Regions from separate parts of the Anas platyrhynchos genome. Here region 1 is linked to region 2. The links are chromatin contacts, called in public Hi-C maps. All regions are on one chromosome and are shown on one strand. Each heading gives the region's core, a stretch centred on a gene start, on an enhancer-like site or on the middle of the called end of the contact. The rest is flanking DNA. Distances are from core to core; before and after follow the strand shown. Region 1 overlaps MTUS2 (microtubule associated scaffold protein 2). Region 2 has its middle 28 kb from the start of SLC7A1.

Evidence for each region. A called contact is a pair of places that touch in the nucleus more often than the background predicts.
Region 1: a contact with region 2 is called in a Hi-C map of skeletal muscle, with 2.6 times the contacts expected there. The contact joins two enhancer-like sites. A contact is called at or near these places in 2 of 8 Hi-C or Micro-C datasets (liver and skeletal muscle).

What each region holds. Positions count from the first base shown.
Region 1 is chr1:184,967,191-184,970,048 of IASCAAS_PekinDuck_T2T, reverse strand. It overlaps MTUS2 (microtubule associated scaffold protein 2), which reads left to right. Exons shown (of 17, transcript XR_011806475.1): 17 at 1-2,858. Among named protein-coding and RNA genes, the nearest start is that of SLC7A1, 19 kb to the right of the region's middle. Within about 2 kb of position 1,563, at least 2 of the 8 cell types and tissues checked have an H3K27ac peak or open chromatin away from gene starts, as enhancers often do.
Region 2 is chr1:184,919,847-184,922,753 of IASCAAS_PekinDuck_T2T, reverse strand. No RefSeq gene overlaps it. Among named protein-coding and RNA genes, the nearest start is that of SLC7A1, 28 kb to the left of the region's middle. Within about 2 kb of position 1,558, at least 1 of the 8 cell types and tissues checked has an H3K27ac peak or open chromatin away from gene starts, as enhancers often do.

The DNA of each region.
Region 1 (2,858 bases), core at 314-2,813, 47 kb before region 2:
TCAATCAAAATAATACCAATAATAATAACAAAAGGGAGAGCTGTGGGATGGTTTTATGTTCTAGACACAGCTTCGATCACCACCAACAGGCCCGTGGCCCTCGCCGCGGCGCTAACGAGTAACGGTGATCCTTTTGTTGTGTGTTTTTTTTTCCTCCTTTTTTAGAGAAATTTATTTTTGTAGAGGCTTTTGCATGATACTGTGATACGTTGAGCATCTTGTTAGGATAGCCCGCTCCACACAGGCTGGCTGTTGAAATGCAGCACTAGATTTTTAGCGTGGCCTGCAAGTGCGGCCTGCGAGTCGAATAGCTCCGTAACACCCCGACAGCCACAAAGCCCCTCCTGGCCGGCACCGAGTTCATCACCCTCATCCTTGCTAAATGCACGGGCACCTGCAGCACCGACTGCCTCGCCGTGCCTCGCTCTGCTGATGTATTCCTGCCACAATCAGAGCATACAGCCAGGGCTGGGACCATGATGCTGAGTTTCTCCCAGCTGGACACAGCAGAGAGTATTATCACCAAGCCCATCCTTTTTTTTTTTTTTTTTTTTTAACTTCTTCGTTGTTTTCCTCTATTTCTGGTGCTTTCCTTCTCTCTTTGTTGGGTTAAGTTCATACGCAAGAGATGCTTCCAGCAGCGAATTGGGAGTGGGGCTTCAGCGGTGGGGGAAGGGGGACCGATCCCAGCTCCACCATCGTTTGGTGTCGTTGCCAACCCCTTTCCCATCGGATTTTTGCCTCCCAATCCTGCCTGTCACTGGGTTCTTCCTTGGTGTGGCCTCTGGGGGCTGCCCGATTGCTAGCAAAGCTGTGAGAAGCTCTGCCTGGCTGGGGGGGATCCAGAAAACCTTCCCTGGGGGGACGCAGAGGGTGCCTCCTGCTGCTGCAAGCCCAGGAACAGAGTTACTTCCCCCCCAAAAATAATTATTCCTCTTTCCTGCTTCTCCTTATCTCTGGGGCCAGGGGCATTCCCAGGGGACGGGGACACCGAGTAACCCTGCTAGTGACAGGCTCCCAGCCTTTGCTTTTGGGGTCTGGCGACTTCCCATACATCAGAGCCACCACGGCTGCTTCCCCTATTTTGCAGGAGGGACGGAAGGCAGGAGGGAGTTTTAGGGCAGGAGGAGGAGGCAAAACGTGCCATGAGCAAGGCTGGCCCCAACGCTGCCCTCCCTAAGCCTCCCTAACACACATCTTCCTCGTCTTCCTCGGGGAGAGGGTGCCTGCCAAGTGCCTGGCGAGGACATCCCCGCACAATACGAGCAGGGGGGAGGCAGAGCGAGGACCCCAGCCTCCCTTTTTCCCTCTTGGGAGATGGAGCTGGGAGTTCAGGCCTGGCATCTCCCCCTGGAAGGGTCTGTGGGTGCTTGGGGTTGGTTCGGAAAATGCACGGGGGCAAAGGCTGGAGGTGGTGGTGGGGTTTGGGGGAGGAAGGCGAAGGCTAACGGGTGCAAAATCAGGTATTTCACGTCTCTGCACTGAGCGTGTTTGTGTCCCATGGACACGCCGAGGAGCCTCTGTACAGTTCCCACGCGGTAGGAGCCCTGTGGTCTGGTTTACTCTGTGGCTAACGAGTACAGGAAGAGTTTGTATTATTTGGGTCGCGCTGTACAGATAAGTGTAATATATTCCTGATAATAAACGCGAGCGCCCGCACACGGAAGGGGCAGGCGCCTGAAAACCCGGTGTGTCCTGCGGTGGTTTGTGTGTGCACAGAAGCTGGGGTGAATAAATGGCAAAGCAAAATCCCATCATAAAGACCTCTCTGAGGTTGGTGTTTGTGGATGAAGGGCGTTTGCCCACCTTTGGCACAGTTTGGGACTTTGAGACCTGCTGAGGGTTGGGGATCAGCTCACCCGCGGATGCTGGAACAAGCTGCGAGGCAGATTTAAAAATCAGGATAAACGACAGGCACGATTTATTTGGCTACCGAGAAAAAAAAAATGTTTTAATGCTGTACCACATAATTACAAGTGAATTTCCAAATTCCGAGAGCTTCGTTGGGGGGAGAAGTATTTACAGGGTGTGAGCAGGATCAAAAGTAGGCTGCGGGCTCGCGCTGTGCTCCGGGGGCAATTTCACATCGGGGAACTTAAGGCTTCAGTCGCTACGTGAACACAGCCGAAAACCAAACCCAAACGAAACCGAATAAAAACCCCAAAACCCAAAAAGATTGAAAACTTAGATTTGTTTGCGGAACAAGCATTAAAACTATTTACCACGCCTGTAAGAAATATTCTGGGGGAAATCATTAGGAAAATAGACCATCGGACAACGGAAAGGTATATACACTTCGCTGAATAATTCAAAAAAATAAAAAATATACAGACTCTTCCATGGCTTCAGTCAGTAAAAATCGCCTCGCTGAAGGAAGGGCCCTCGCTCACCACCCATTTGGGAGCACGCTGGCTCCGGGGTGGGCAGCGCCGTGCTCCTTGCCCTTCCCCTGGCACGGGAGGCTCGAAGGCAGGGCCACGAAGCGTGTCCCCGAGCAGGTTGGCCCCGTGTCCCGCAGCAAATACCCTGAGAAAAGCCCATGAGGCTGCCGGTGCGAGCGGCTGGGCACCCTCAGCACCGTGCCCTCGGAGGGTGCCCTCCTCCTGCCCGCCCCGCAGCCCCGCAGCTGGTGACCTGCCCTCTTCCTCCCCAAAAAATCAAGCCCAGCAGGCGTTGGGAGGTTACCCGAGGATTTAGAAGCAGAGAGGATTTTTCTGCAAGAGGGAACAAGCGGCCTTTAAAAGGGGACGGTGCTGAGATGCAGGGGGGCTGCGGGGCGCCCTGCACCCCTCCGAACCCTCTCCGCTGCCCGTGTGCTCGCTTACCCGCTGGGCCAGCTGATAACAAAGCTCGTTTGT
Region 2 (2,907 bases), core at 309-2,808:
CAGCTATCTTCCATTCCCTTCTCTTTGCCTTAGCTGGGGTAGTCCAGCTGGTGCCGAAGTGGCTTGCTTTGCAGGCTCGTCCCCTTCTGCTGTGTATTCCCAGGTCACAGAAGTAGGAAAAATGCAGAATGAGGGGGCCTTGGGTCAAGTTCTTACCCCAAATGCATGGTCAGCTTTCCCAGTGTTACACCTGACGGCTGTTTGCTACATGTGCTCCTTCAAAGACCCATGAGGACAGTTTCCATCAGTCCCTACAGTAAGAGAAAGAAAAGACATTTGGCCTGATGGAACATCTGGGCTGTTGAACACAAATCCAGCGGCAGCTGGAGAACATAATGTCTCCCAAAGAGAGTGCTGAATGGGAACATGCTGGGTTTTATGGCCTTGCCAGAGACCTGCTGAAGCTACGGCATCGAGTGTAGTTGCTCTGTTCGAATCTCTGACTTGTTTCAGTCTCCTCTCTCCTCAGTACCCATCCTTTATGTTGAAATCCAGTACGTACGGTTTCCCAAATAGTTTCCTGTGCATAGACGTCCCCACATATAACAAATTTATATTCTCTTAGGTACTCATCTGAGCTCGCATCTCACACCCTTCCCTGGTAGATTAATTCATGTAGCTTCTGTGTGTTGCTGCACGTCTTCTGCTATCACCAGCTTCTCTTTCTGTGTGTTAATAAAACTGTGTCTGCCGCCATGCAGATTTGGGCATCCAATTTAAAATAAAGAAATACGCAGCTCGGTTTGGAGCTGATCACCCGCGTGTGCTGTGGAGCTGCTGGCAGCCTCCGTCAGTGCTGCCAAGCGCTGCAGACGCTGCAGGTTCTGCATCTCCTTCCAAGAGACGAGCGTCGCCTCTGTTTGCTGTGCTTGCCACAGAGCCTGCAGCTCCCTGTGCTGTTCCTTTTCCTTGGATGGCTTTTCCTCTTGCACTGGGGGTATTTTCCATTTTATTTCACATGTGGCATCACGTGCTGTTCAGTAAACTCACAGAGCTAAGACAGCTGCCAGCCTCTGCTCCCTTCAGCATTAGCTGGTGAGCTTTTTAGCACTGCGTAAGAGGAGCAGCAAGCCCTGAGTAGCTCTGTCGAGACCCTCTAAAGCACTGTTATTGCTGAGGAATGCATAATCAAGAGCCTCCTCTTATTATTATTCTCAGTGTATTCCTGGGATTCCTTCCCCCTGTGCATTAAGCCATGCTTGCACCCTCCTGCCAGTGGGTGTTGGAGCACGAGCTTTTGATTTATTGGCGGGCGGAGAGGGCTTTTTGCTGGGATTTTTTCCCAGAATTGCTGCAGTTCCCCAGGCTGGACTACTAAAAGCTGATGAGAAACACGCTGCAGAGACCAGACCAAGATGGGCAGCTTGTGTTTAAAGGAGAAAACACTGCATGGTGACAGCGGGGAAACAACAGTGGAAACTTAGAAATAGAGTGCTCTGTGAAGAGCCTCCGCAGGAACCCAGCTCTAACAATGCCTGCAAGGTCTGGGTGCTCCTGCTGCCAGATCTTGGCTCCAGAACCACCCATTGCAAGGCTGGAGATGATTAGGCCAAGTGGAAAATAAGATTCAAGCAGTTTAGGCAAGGATCAGGCTGACAAACAACTCCCAGAACAGCCCTGCTCTGTATTTGATGGGCCAAGGGCTGAAAATATGTTTTCCATCAACCTGACAACTTTGAAAAAGCAAAATCCTAGAATGCTGATGCTGGCAACCTGAATTCATATTTTATCCCCTTTCAGGAGAGACAGGATTTTTTATTTTTTATTTTTTCCCAGTGTCAGGTTGATTCTCCTGAAAAAGCTTTCACAGCCCTGCACGCACCAGCACCGAGGGGTGAATTCACCAGCAGGTTTCAAGATTAAATGCTACGGGATTTATTTTATTTTATTTTATTTTATTTTATTTTATTTTATTTTATTTTATTTTTATATTTTGCTGTGGGAGAGATCACTGGGTGTCAGCGAGGCTGTAACTCGACGCCAATTTGATGCCAGGGAAAGCAATTACAGCAGATACGCAAGCCAAGAGCACCAAGAAGCAGCAGGAGACATCGCAGGGTCCAGCTAATCCCCTAGGCAACTTCAACCATGTTATTACTTGACGCCGACCATTAAAGAAACATCAGCATTAACCTGCTTCTGCGGCAGCTTTTCCAAACAAGCTGAGAGCAGGCTGCACTGACAGTAAGGCAGAACCAAACAAGCTTTTTGTGCTGTGCAGCGGTAGCTGCCTTATTTCAGTGGCTGAGGGGATGAAGGACGTAAGAGCAATTAGATAATACATTTACCTCTTGGGAGAGGAGGGGATACATCAGAAGAAAAGCCAGATTTCATCCCGAGACAGGACAGCCTGTTCCACAGCTACAATAGGGACAGGTACTCCTGAGAAGATGTACAAACCTCTTCTGGCTCTGTTCAAGCCCTGCCCTTTTGGCAGGAGATTGTATGTACCAAAGAGATCCCTGCAGCCAGGGTCAATATCCACAGCACTGGCATGGTTCAAGATGGTGTCTACATGGGAGGACATCTGCTGGGTTTAAAGCTTTATAAATACCACAGCTAAGCTGTAATTTAAGCAGAGAACCAGGCTTATGGTAGAGGCTTAATGAGAATCCCAGCTCAAGCTGGGAAGCTGAAGGTAAGGCATGGCTCGCCAACAGACCCTGTGTGGCTTCGGTTTCTGCAGAGTTACCTCACAGCACACTGTGCATCTCTGAGCTGTAATGGGATGTGAGTTGTCATCACAGGACTTAAAAGAGTGATACCCATGCAAACAGCCAAGCCTGGCAGGCTCAGTTTCACCCAGATCCTCCTCCCTGCTCCTTTCCCCACTTGCCACCCAGGAGATTTGGTAACAATTAGGAAAAGCATCTTTCGTTGTAGGTTATTTACTATAACCTACCTGGT